3 separate regions of the Mus musculus genome follow, and all the other regions are linked to region 3. A link is a contact called in public HiCAR-type and promoter capture Hi-C data. All regions are on one chromosome and are shown on one strand. The core of a region is the stretch at or near the end of the contact, and the rest is flanking DNA. Distances in the headings are between cores, read along the strand shown.

Region 1 (3,559 bases), core at 1,004-3,503, 2.4 Mb before region 3:
CCACCTTGTTAGACTAACTGACCCAGGAGCTCACCAATTCAGCAAGACAATCTGGCCAGGGAGCTCCAGGGATCCTCCAGTCTGCCTTCCCAGTGCTAGGATTACAAATGGGTGCAGCCACACCACACAATTTAGGTGGGTGCTGAGGATCTGACGTCAAGTCCTCATGCTCATTTGTCAAGCACAATACTGTCTGAGCCATGTCCCCAGCTCCTGGAGGGAGTTCCTGGAGACAAAAATTGACAAGCCAGATTTGGGTTCTGTCTTAGTCAGGGTTTCTATTCCTGCACAAACATCATGACCAAGAAGCAAGTTGGGGAGGAAAGGGTTTATTCGGCTTACACTTTCATACTGCTGTTCATCACCAAGGAAGTCAGGACTGGAACTCAAGCAGGTCAGAAAGCAGGAGCTGATGCAGAGGCCATGGTGCAACAGCAGCAACAAAACTTCCCTATGTTCCCTGCCCCACCTCTAGTCACTCCTGCACCAAGAAGACATCAGAACCTGTACTGGCTAGTTTTGTGTCAACTTGACACAGCTGGAGTTATCACAGACAAAGGAGCTTCAGTTGAGGAAATACCTCCATGAGATCCAACTGTAAGGCATTTTCTCAATTAGTGATCAAGGGGGAAAGGGGGAAAGTGTTCATTACTGGCTTGCTTCCCCTGGCTTGCTCAGCCTGCTCTCTTATAGAACCCAAGACTACCAGCCCAGAGATGGTCCCACCCACAAGGGGCCTTTCCTCTTGTTCTGATGTCTTCATGGTGCAGGAGTGACTAGGGGTGGGGCAGGGAACATAGGAAGTTTTGTTGCTGCTGCTGCACCTGTCCTTCTGAGAACAAGTATGGGGTCAAATCACCTATGGGAGATGATAAAGCTCAAGTTGACTGATGGTCTCTGAGGTGAAGTTTGAAGGTTGAAGGAGAAAGAAACATCTCCCACCTCGAACAGTGCATGGACAGAAGTGTACAATCAAGCGATCATGACTGGAAATATGCATTGCTGAACCAAATTGTATAGGTATAGGCATGAGGTCATTCTGGTAGCTAAAGTTGAGGAAAAAGGCCTTAGCCTTAAAGGACTCTGTTCAGAGAAGGATGCAATAGAGAAGGGAAACTTATCAGGACCATCTGGAGTTGGAAAGAAAGCGTTTCCAAGAGAAGCCATTTATTTTGAAGTTGTGGTCAGGCTGTACGGAAGGAGGACTTAGAGGCACAGACCCAGGAACAAGAAATATCCCTGGGTTCAGGAAGACAGACGACAGACAGAATAGTTTCGCAGAAAAGATGGAGTAAGAGACTTGGGGCGACGGATGTCCCTGGCTCTGAGACGCGATTCTCCTACACGACACGCTCGACCAGAACAGGAACCAGCACGGCCTCTTTGGAGGCCATCAACTGGGTCAGACCGAGATCACTGGCAGGCCGGCCTGCAAAGCCCAGCCCACGGGCAGGTTCCTGTCCTGCCTAGGAGGCTAGGTGCATCCCCTGAGTTTAGAACAGAGGAGGCTGGAGTGAGGGGTGGGTCCTCAACAAAGGGAGAGAGCGAAGCTGCGGAAGACAGGAACGGTAACTCAGCTCGCAGGAATCAAGTTCCGTGGGGCTGATCCCCACCCTGCGCCCGAGGGAAATAAAAAATCGCCGTTTCCCTTACCTGACTACGGTTGCCAAGCCCTGGGCCCGCGCGGACGCCCACCGCAAGGGAGGAGCGCCGTGCCCGCTTCGCGCTAAGAAAACGGAGCAGGAGAAACCCAGCCGAAGGAACCCCAACAAGGTCCGCTCTCGCAGTCCCGGAACGTCGTCCGCTACGCCCGCCCCAGATTCAAATACCGAAAGTTGGCGTTCCACAGCCAATCAGCGCGTTGGAGAAGAGGCTTCCGTAGAGCCACCTGTGGCCAATTGCAAGCCATACTGGTCCCGCCCTTCTTGCGCAGGGAGTTCCGCTTCCGGGACTGAGGGCACAGTGGGAGCGTTGGGGCGTATGGGAACTGTGGTCTAGCATCGGGGGCCGAGAGGGCTTGTTGGTAGCCAGTGACTGTGAGAGCCATCATGGCCCAGAAAATCTCATGGTCGGCCGCGAATGCGGTTGGAAACCAGTTCGCCCTGGCTCGGTTTTTCTCAGCTGTTAAATGGACCCAGTTGCAGTGTCTCCTCCGAGCTGTTTGTAAGGGAGAAGTTGAACCCTTACGGGGGGTGTCTGGGCGGCTCACAGCTTGTGGGTCAGCGTAGGGTCCGAGAACTCCCCACTCAGAATGCCGGGGGCGGCCTCGCGAGACTCTGACTCCCAGGGTGCCCTTCGGGTCAACCCAACAGGGAAATTGTCTCCCACAGTGCCCCGCGGGCAGCCTGAGGAGGGGACTCCATTTCCTAGAATGCTTTGCGGGTGCCTGGACAGGAGGCGCTCAGATTCGCAGGATGCCCCGCCAGTAGCCGGACTTGGACTCCGTTTCCCAGAGTGCCCCGCGGGCGATCTGACGGCGGTGGCTGCGGCAACAAACCAACTGTCCAGAACTGGACTCTCCTGCCTCTGCACGGCCCAGTGAGCGGTGGCGGGATGGACAGCCCTGAGGTGACCTTCACGTTGGCCTACCTGGTCTTCGCAGTGTGCTTCGTGTTCACGCCCAACGAGTTCTACTCGGCCGGGCTCACAGTGCAGAATCTGTTGTCGGGCTGGCTGGGCAGCGAGGACGCCGCCTTCGTACCTTACCACCTTCGCCGCACTTCCGCCACACTACTGTGTCACTCACTGCTGCCGTTAGGTGAGCCTCCTGTGTGCCGGCCGGTGGTTGGCGCTTAACCGGGCGCTTGGAGACTCCAAGGGTGAGGAACTGGAGCAGAAGCCGGTCAAGATCATGAACAAGCAAGCGGGATCTCTGCAGCCCTGGCTGTGAGCTGAGCGCTCTAGAGCACCATACGCTCTTCCAGTTGGGAGGCGGCGGCCCTGGCGCTGTCCTGCGAGTGGTGCTCGGGTGGGGCTAAGCTCCAGTCTTTGACATCACTGCGGCTGGAGTGCAGAATCGTTCAGCCTGCTTGCTATGTTGGACGATTTCTATAGGAAAGAGCTCCTGTTGATTTCATTACAACAGGGGTTGGAGAGATCCCAGGGGAAGGTGGGTGTAAGAAGAGCAGGCAGAGATGAAGACGGTCAAGGTTGGGAATGTTAATGGAGCGTTTCCTTTGCCGGGCTAGGTCTATGGCCCTGTCCAAGGCCATGGTATGTGGTGCCCCAAGTGCTAGTGGGACCTCGGAGAGGCCCATCTGTTGGCTGATTGGAGGAAAGGTTGGGGAAACTGCTGGAATATAGCAGTGATTGAAGTCTGGGATCCAGATGAAGGAGACCTTTGGAAGCTACAGGGACAGGGAAAGATAGATCTGGGAGAACACATGTCTGCTTGTCTGTCATACTTGCAGCTCTGGGCACAGGAATGATTGGTGTGAAGCAGCTGCTTAGGCTCCAGAGAGGCAGAGGCAGGTGTGGTAATAGAAACACTCAGATCTGTTTTGAGAAGAAGGAGGGTGGAGAGGACTCCTTTGGAGAACTGGAGATGGAGTTGGCATGG
Region 2 (3,797 bases), core at 117-2,616, 2.7 Mb before region 3:
TCCGAGATGGGAACCCAGAAGGAAGGCAAAGAGAGTCAAGCGCGACGGTCCCCGGAGGGGTCCGCTGGACCCGCTGGAGCCGGGCCGGTGCGGGACTGCCGCAGCCCCGCCGGCCCCCCGCCCCCCGCGGCGCACTGACCGGCCAGCAGGGCGTAGAGCAGTTGGGTGCGCGGGTGCTGCCGCAGGCCGCGGAAAGCCGTGTTGGGGATGCGCTCCAAGATGCCGTCGTAGAAGATGCGGCGCGCCGCCTCCTGCTCGGCTGCGCGGAACTCGCGGATGCACACGCCGCGCCCCTCCGGCGGCCCCGCGCCCCCGGTGCCTCCGTGGGGCTGGGGACCTGCCGCGGGTGGGGGTGCGGCGGCCGGCCCGGGCGCGGCGGGCAGCGGGGGCCACATGGCTCCGGCGGCGACGAGCAGCGCGTCCTTCTTGGCCCCCGGCAGTGCCTCATGGTCCTCCGTAGCCACGATCTTCGTCTCGCAGACCATGTCGGGAGGCCCACAATGCATGCACCCGGCCGGGCGGCGCAGCGCGAGGACGCGAGCCGGCGGCAGCGGGCAGAGCCCGAGCCCAGGGCAAGGGCGCGGCGCCCTCGGACCCGCGGCGGCAGCGGCGGCGGCAGCGGCTCAGGGGCGCAGGGCGGAGGCGGCGGGCGGCCGGGGCGCGCGCAGGGAGCTGCGCCGCATTTTGGAGAAGTATTTATAATGCAGCGGCGCCGGTGCAGTCGCGGCGCCCGGGGTCCCGCAGGGTCCTAGCGTCCACTGCATTGGCTGCCGAGGGTCACCATGTGATCTCGGGGGTGGGAGCAGACGCCGCCTCTGCGCCCGCCCGATGGCACACTTGGGCTGCGTGGCTGGCGGACCGCGGGAGCACGGAGGGGCCGAACGGAGAGCGTGCGAGGAAGTGGTCCTCAGTGAACGACAGCAGGGACAGGGTGCTCAGAGAGGCGCTGCGTAAGGGGCTTGAGGCTCGCCAGGAGGTCGGAGAGTGATGGACGCCTCCTACCCCGCCCCTGAGCTCCCGCAAAGCTGCCGCTGCGCTCGGACCTGCGTTCCTGCAGCAAAGCGTCCTCTTCTTCCGCGGCCGCTGGCAGTAATCACGGAAGTGTCTCCATCTCCCACCCCTTTGTCTGTACGCGGCGCCCGGCCGAAGTCCTCGTGAGGGGCCCCGTGTTCCTTTGGCAGGCGCCCTCCGAGCCCGCGGCCGGGGCCGAACGGACTGAGAGAGTGAGGACGCGGCTGAAATGTGGTTTGATGCACGCGCTGCCTGACAGCCGAACCCCACCCCACTCCAATCTGACACCCGACCGTTCCCGGCAGCGGACCTGCGGAATTGCAGGACCCCTCCCGGCTCGGCCCCCGCCTTCCGCGGTCCGCGCATGCGCCCCGTGGCCTTGGTGCAGGTGCAGCGGGGGCTCGCTTCAGAGCCGCGGTCTCACAGTCCCCCGGAGCAAGACGTGCAGACGCAGCAGACAGGGCGCGCATGGAGTGGGGAATGCGTAGTGGCATATCCACTTTCCTAGGTCACGGGAATGGGCACCCCCAAAGCCGAATCATCCTCGTGCTCGCGGAGACCCTCTCCGGGCCGGAGGACCCTCAGTCTGCGTTATGCCGCACCATTGTTGGAGCCAGCAGAACGGCTAAGGTCACCTAGAGACTGAAGGGGCCTGTCTCGCAAATGGAACCTGGGAGTAGGGTAATCAAACAGCCAGGGTTGTCAGCACAAGGGGACTGAGAAGGAGAGGGTCAGGCTAGAGAGGATTTTCCTCACTGTTTTCGAGACACGGGGGCGGGGGAGTGGGACTTATCTGGGTCCCAGAGGCGACCTTCCTGGACACTGATGCTAAATCTCTCAATATTTCAAAGGAACTCACTGATAGTATCTGAACAGGCCGGGGCACCGACTAGCCACATTGACTTCTCCTGAGTCCCGAGGTTGGCTGGGTGGTCTGCAGGACCAGTGCCGGCCTGTAAGGGCTGAGGACAGTCAGGCAGAAGGGCCCCGAGGAAAGTGAGGCTGAGCATTGAGGACCCATCTGGTGGAGCCAAGAAGTTCTGACTCAGGACCCTAGGTTTGCGGGTCACTGAAGCCTGTAAGCCTTAGAAGCAACAAAATGGTCCGGTGCCTATAGGGTATCTCTCCACACCCCTGACCAGAGTTGCTCCTTCGTCTTTCTGCACCTCCGGGCCTAGGGGATTTGCAAGACTCACATCAGCGCGACCAGAATCCCCCTCAGTTCTGCAGAGCACCCATTCCCTGGTCTGCCTAACCATTCCTTCCATTGCCCCGGTCCTCCTATAATCATTTGCCCACCCCGCCCCCGCCCCCATGGCCATGATGGTGGCCTGCGCTATAACCAACACATCGGAACCGTCTGAAAGCGTGAAGGGGCCAAGACTGGAGCCCAGGGTCTTGGAGACTTAAAGATACTACCCTAGGAGTTGCGCAGACAGCAGGACAATCCATGGCCCTGTTTAGCCCTGTTCCTCCTTCCTGTCGTGGGGCGCCCTCTGCCGTTCTCCCTTAGGCCATTCCTGGGTGGCATCAAGGTCCTCTTTAATAAAGCAGCAGCCTAGAGCCACTCTACCTCTCCCGAGCTCCCCACGATGGCTTACACACTCCTCTGCCTGGGTGTGTAGGAAGACTCAGGAGACCCAGCTTGGCTTCCTCACATCCTGCAGCTGAATGCACCTTCCAGGAGCCTAGAAGTGCCTGCCTACAGCCTGGCAGGGGTAAAGACGTCTATCAAGATTTCAGAGACAGAGTGGGGACGGGTGCCCTGGACCCTACACCTGAACATTCATGGGTTAGGAATGCTTCCTTAATAGGGCAGCCCTCCAACCACGGTGTGTTCTTTAAGGATGTTGGGTAAAGAGGACTTATCCTTGCCTGGCATGGCTGCCCCAGGGTCTGTTTGGGGAAGAAGAACCCCATACTGAAAATGTAGAGAAAAAGGAGTGGGTAGTGGGAATATCCACAGCCAAGGTAGTCCTGGGAGATGGCCCTGGGCTCGATGCTGAAAGCTATAAACCACTGGGGACTGGGGGAGGACAGGAGCCTTTAAGAGAGCAGGAGAGCCCAAAGCACAGAGAAGAGAAACAGGCTCAAAAGCCGCGAAGAGGTGCCACCAAAATGGGAATTCTGCAATAATATTTCCAGGCCAGAACTTCTGGAGGTCCAGACTCAACTCCCTCTGAGTTTGAAAGAAAGAAAGGGAAGAGAGAGAGAGACAGAGACAGAGACAGAGACAGAGAGAGAGAGAGAGAGATGCCTCCAGACAAGCTCAGGCATTCTAATTGAGATACTTCTAATTGAGATAATATTTTATGTAATTCTTATCCTAGAAACTAGACTTATGAGCGATATGATTCAGAACAATGTCTCTTTAATAAAGCATTAAATTTTGCACTGTCATGCATTCATATACAGATTGGCAGCCAAACTTCATAATGTGAAAGTGATGTTTCTAGTATTGATTTTAAAGAGAATAAATTGTTTTAAAATTGGATTTTGCTTTTTCAAAGTTGTAGATATTATTCTAACGTTGCAAAAGAAACTTAAAAATTATGGTTAAAATTGCCAGTGTTCCATTGACTGCAGCTTGCAGTTTGATCACAAGCTTAAGATTTTTAACTCACCCATATATTGTTAATTAAGATTATTACAAGAGTAATCATCTTATGAGAGTGCTAATGCAGCTCATTTCGGCCATCCAGCCATACAAAGCAAGGCAGACTTATAGATATATTTGTCTTTGTACAGAAATTAGACCCTCATACAATCAGTTTGGCTATGGTTGC
Region 3 (3,718 bases), core at 586-3,085:
CCCTCCAGCTGCTGGTGATCTCACCCCTGGGACATTTTTCCAATAAAGGTTCTGGACAAACTGGAACTGACTGGTTCCTGTATGGTATGCTGAAGACATCTCTACACCTTGTCAGTTCTTCTCAGGCCTCCACCAACCTGAAAGGACAGAGTCTTGATAAGATGTTTGCGTCAGTGTAACAATGTATTCATCTAAGATGGGCGGGGAAAGACAAAAGGGGAGGGGATGAAAGCCAAAGGCCTCCCTTCTTTGTCTTTGCTGAATGAGAAGAGAGAAAATGAGAAGTCACAGTTTTCATACCAACAGAAACCAGGCCATGTCATATAAAAGGGCCAGTAGATTTTTTTTTTATCTTTGTTCAGGACCTTGTGCATACTAAGCAAATATTCTACTGTTGCGCTATATAACCAATCCCTTCCCTGCACTTTTGACTCCAGCACTCACTTTGGGGAAATGGTCAGAAGGGCTGAGCTGTCTTAGGAGCTGACAGGAGAGCAGCCACCACTAATGTGCCCTTGGTGCCATGTGTTCTCACCCCGGGCACACCAGTGCCTCGTCTTTGTTTTCTTTTTCATCTATGTCTTTGTTCATTCAAAGTTAATAATAATTGTAATCCATAAATGAGTTTATATTTATACTCTAACATATCCAGAGGATTCTAGAAATAAAGCTGAGGGGTTTGGATGCCCCTATCAAAAAAAGTATAATTTGAGTTCTGGGACCTATTTGTTACCTGTGAAAAAAGGGAATCTGTCCCCTTCTGATTCTTAATTTTCTAGAGGGATGTGGTGGCAGGAAGAGAAATACTCGTTACCATTGGCAACTGCAGTGCGCTCAAGGCTTTGGGCCCAGCATTTGCCTGGGGGGCATATGCTATGCTTTTAGGGGGGGATAGGGCTTGCCCACCTTGGGTCATTTAGAGAAGGCCTATGACTAACGTTTCTGCATTTCATTCTGTCTCTTGATCTTTTGGGAGAAACAAGAACAAAAATTATTGAAAGGATCCCAAAGAAGATGGTATCTTTTTTTGCTTAACTAATCACAACCACAGGTGTCATGCAGCTCTAAACTAGGAGGGGAACCAAGCTCTGGTCTGCCTCCTGCACTGTCCCATAGAGACATCTGGGTTTCAGGAATCTGCCTTGAACTCAATGACCAAACAGGGTGCCTTTTCTTTCCCTAGCCAGTGCTTCCAATATATCCACCATATCCTGGATAATTTCCTGAGACTGTGTTTCAGAGTAGAGAAGTTGGGCATGGAGACAATGAGTTGAGGAGAGTTGAGCCTTCTTACGGGAATTAAAAGGTTATTAGCTGTGGGTTAAATGCCGGTTCCACCCTTTACAAGCTGTTTTAACTTTGGCGAGTAACTCCTTTAATCTGCCTCCTGTTGGGTAAAATGGGTCTGTACCGCTGCTGAATTCAAACACAGTGCCAAGTATATCCTTGAGCTTTCACTGTTATCTGTCAGTATTGAGTGGCCTCCCGCAAGTCACCTAAGTTTTGGGATGACGTGAAGATTTCAGCTCCGCGAATTGTCTTTTGCCTCTCGTAGCACCTGCCTTGCTCTCCTCCAGAGTTTAAGCAACTAAAGCACATCTGGCCGGGTAGGACAATAAGAAAACGTAAGGATATGGTGACGTAGAATCCGGAGAGGACCGAAGACTTGTGGGCGGAGGTTTGCGTTAGGTTTGCATGCAGCCACAGGATTGGTCGCGGAGAGAATTCCACAACCCCTCTTATGGGCCCGCCTTAGGACTCACTGCGCTTGCGCACGTCCTGTTCGCTCCGTCGCGAACCCACTACGTGACCTTATGACGTATGTCGCACTCACGTTGCCTGTGCGTCAGCGGTTAGCGCCGCCGATGCTTGGCGGGTTGTCCAGGTAACCACGGGAGTTGTCTCGGTCAGTGAGCATCCGAGACCGGTGTACGTCATGCAGTTGAAGCACCTGAGGACCCTGCTGAGCCCTCAGGTGAGGAATCGCATGCCTCTTCCATTCCCAGGCCACCAGGCGTTCAAAAAAAAAAAAAAAAAAAAAAGTAAGGGAACATAAGTTCATACTTTTTGAGCGTCTACTTTGTTCAGAAGACCGTGAAAGCTCTTTCAGCAGGCGACATGCATCACTAACGACTCTAAGCTTTCTTTGCATGACATTACATCAGTTGAGTGCCAGGCCCCAAGCTTAGGCTCTCCGGGATCACCCGCATTACGCGTCAAGGCTCTTTTTGGAAGGAGAGGCGCATATATAGTCAACCTTCATAAGTCTACACAGGATGAAATGAGCACTTTAGATATAAACCCTAAAAAAAGGTAGAGCAGAAGCTGAACCCTCTTTTGGATTGTGAAAGTGTGTCTCCTCAGAAGCAGAAGAGGCTGGGTGGGCGCTGGAGGAGGAGCCCAGAGACATAAACGAAGATTATGTTTGGTTTGGGCGTGAAGAGGACAGAGTCTCTGTCTTAGCTTAGCTCCAACACTGACTTGACCAAATGGTATTTCTGGCTTTAACCATCACCATACGCAATCATTCTATCACTAGCTTCTTCATCTGGTAAAGAAAAGGCGCAGGGAGAGCAACTGTAAGCGACTTAGGAGAATGTTAAATAAAGTTCTACACAGAACAGAATCTTATAAGCCTTGGTAGCCCAGGCTAGTAATCTCAGCAATTGTGGAGGTAGGAGGATCAGGAATGCAAGGCCATTCTTAGCTACGTGGAGAGTTCAAGGCCAGCCTGGGCTACTTGAGACTCTTAGGAGAGGGGGTAGGGGAAGGGAGAGAAGGGAAGGAAAGGGGAGGGGAGAAAAGGGGAGGGGGAAGGGGAAAAGGGAGAGAGGAGGGAAGGGAAGGGGAGGGTAGGAGAGAGAGAGGGGGGAGGGGAGAGGAAGAGGAAGAGGAAAGGCCTGTGAGCTGGCTCACTGGCTAAGGTACTTGCCACTAAGCCTGACCTCCTGAGTTTGAGCCCTGTGACCCACACAGTGGAAGGAAAGAGCCAGCTTGTGCAAGTTGTCCCACCCCACTCAAAATGTAAGGAAAAAGTTTTAAAGAGCATAAGAAAACTGGAAAGCCATAAGAAGGATGATTGACAAGAGAGAAAGGCATTCCAAAGTGAAAGGACAGGCTAACACAACACAGATAAGAAGGTTGGCTATGGGGGAAATGACTCATCACCAGCGTGGGAAACTGAGTTCAGATCTCCAGCATCCTCTTCAGAGCCAGGTGCACCTGTAATCTCAGTGTTTCGAAGGTAGACAGGTGGTCCCTAGAGTTCTAGTCCTAGAACTGGAATTACGAGCTTTCAGTGCAATGAGAGACTCTGTCTTTCAAAAAGTAAGATGGAGAATGACTGTGAAAACACTTGACCTCTGGTCTCTACATGCACACATAGACAGGCCCATATAGCAACATCCTCCCGACACACACAGACAGACAGACAGACAGACTCCCTTACCTGATTGTGCTGTTACATGCCTGTAGTCTTAGAACCTAGGAGGCTGAGGCAGGAGGATGGCTGTGAGCTCAAAGCCAGTTTGAATATGTAGCAAGAACTTCTTTTTAAAAAGTAAGAGTAGCAAGCATAATGGCTCATGCCTGTAGTATGAACACTCAGGAGCAGGAGGTAGATTTCTGTAAGTTCAATGCCAGTCTGCTCTACACAGCGAGTTCTAGGCTACACAGAGAGATCCTGTCTCAAAAATTAATTCTAAGAATAATATATGGC

What was found. HiCAR-type assays count read pairs that join an accessible place to other places. Capture Hi-C pulls out chosen DNA fragments and counts their contacts.
Region 1: a promoter capture Hi-C map of adipose tissue shows a contact between it and region 3, with 2.9 times the contacts expected there. The contact joins the promoter of Tacc3 here to the promoter of Ift172 in region 3. A contact is called at or near these places in 1 of 115 datasets of contacts at active chromatin or transcription factors (astrocytes) and 1 of 9 other capture datasets (adipose tissue).
Region 2: a contact with region 3 is called in a HiCAR-type map of astrocytes, with 8 times the contacts expected there. The contact joins the promoter of Nat8l here to the promoter of Ift172 in region 3.

The regions. Positions count from the first base shown.
Region 1 is chr5:33,656,822-33,660,380 of GRCm38.p6, reverse strand. Tacc3 (transforming, acidic coiled-coil containing protein 3) reads right to left here and starts at 2,253. Exons shown (of 15, transcript NM_001040435.3): 1 at 1,654-2,253. Tmem129 (transmembrane protein 129) reads left to right here and starts at 2,404. Exons shown (of 4, transcript NM_026698.3): 1 at 2,404-2,758. The coding sequence starts at 2,554.
Region 2 is chr5:33,993,553-33,997,349 of GRCm38.p6, reverse strand. It overlaps Nat8l (N-acetyltransferase 8-like), which reads right to left and starts at 1,366. Exons shown (of 3, transcript NM_001001985.3): 1 at 140-1,366. The coding sequence starts at 506.
Region 3 is chr5:31,289,231-31,292,948 of GRCm38.p6, reverse strand. Ift172 (intraflagellar transport 172) reads left to right here and starts at 1,835. Exons shown (of 48, transcript NM_026298.5): 1 at 1,835-1,975. The coding sequence starts at 1,937. Fndc4 (fibronectin type III domain containing 4) reads left to right here. Exons shown (of 7, transcript NM_022424.6): 7 at 1-707.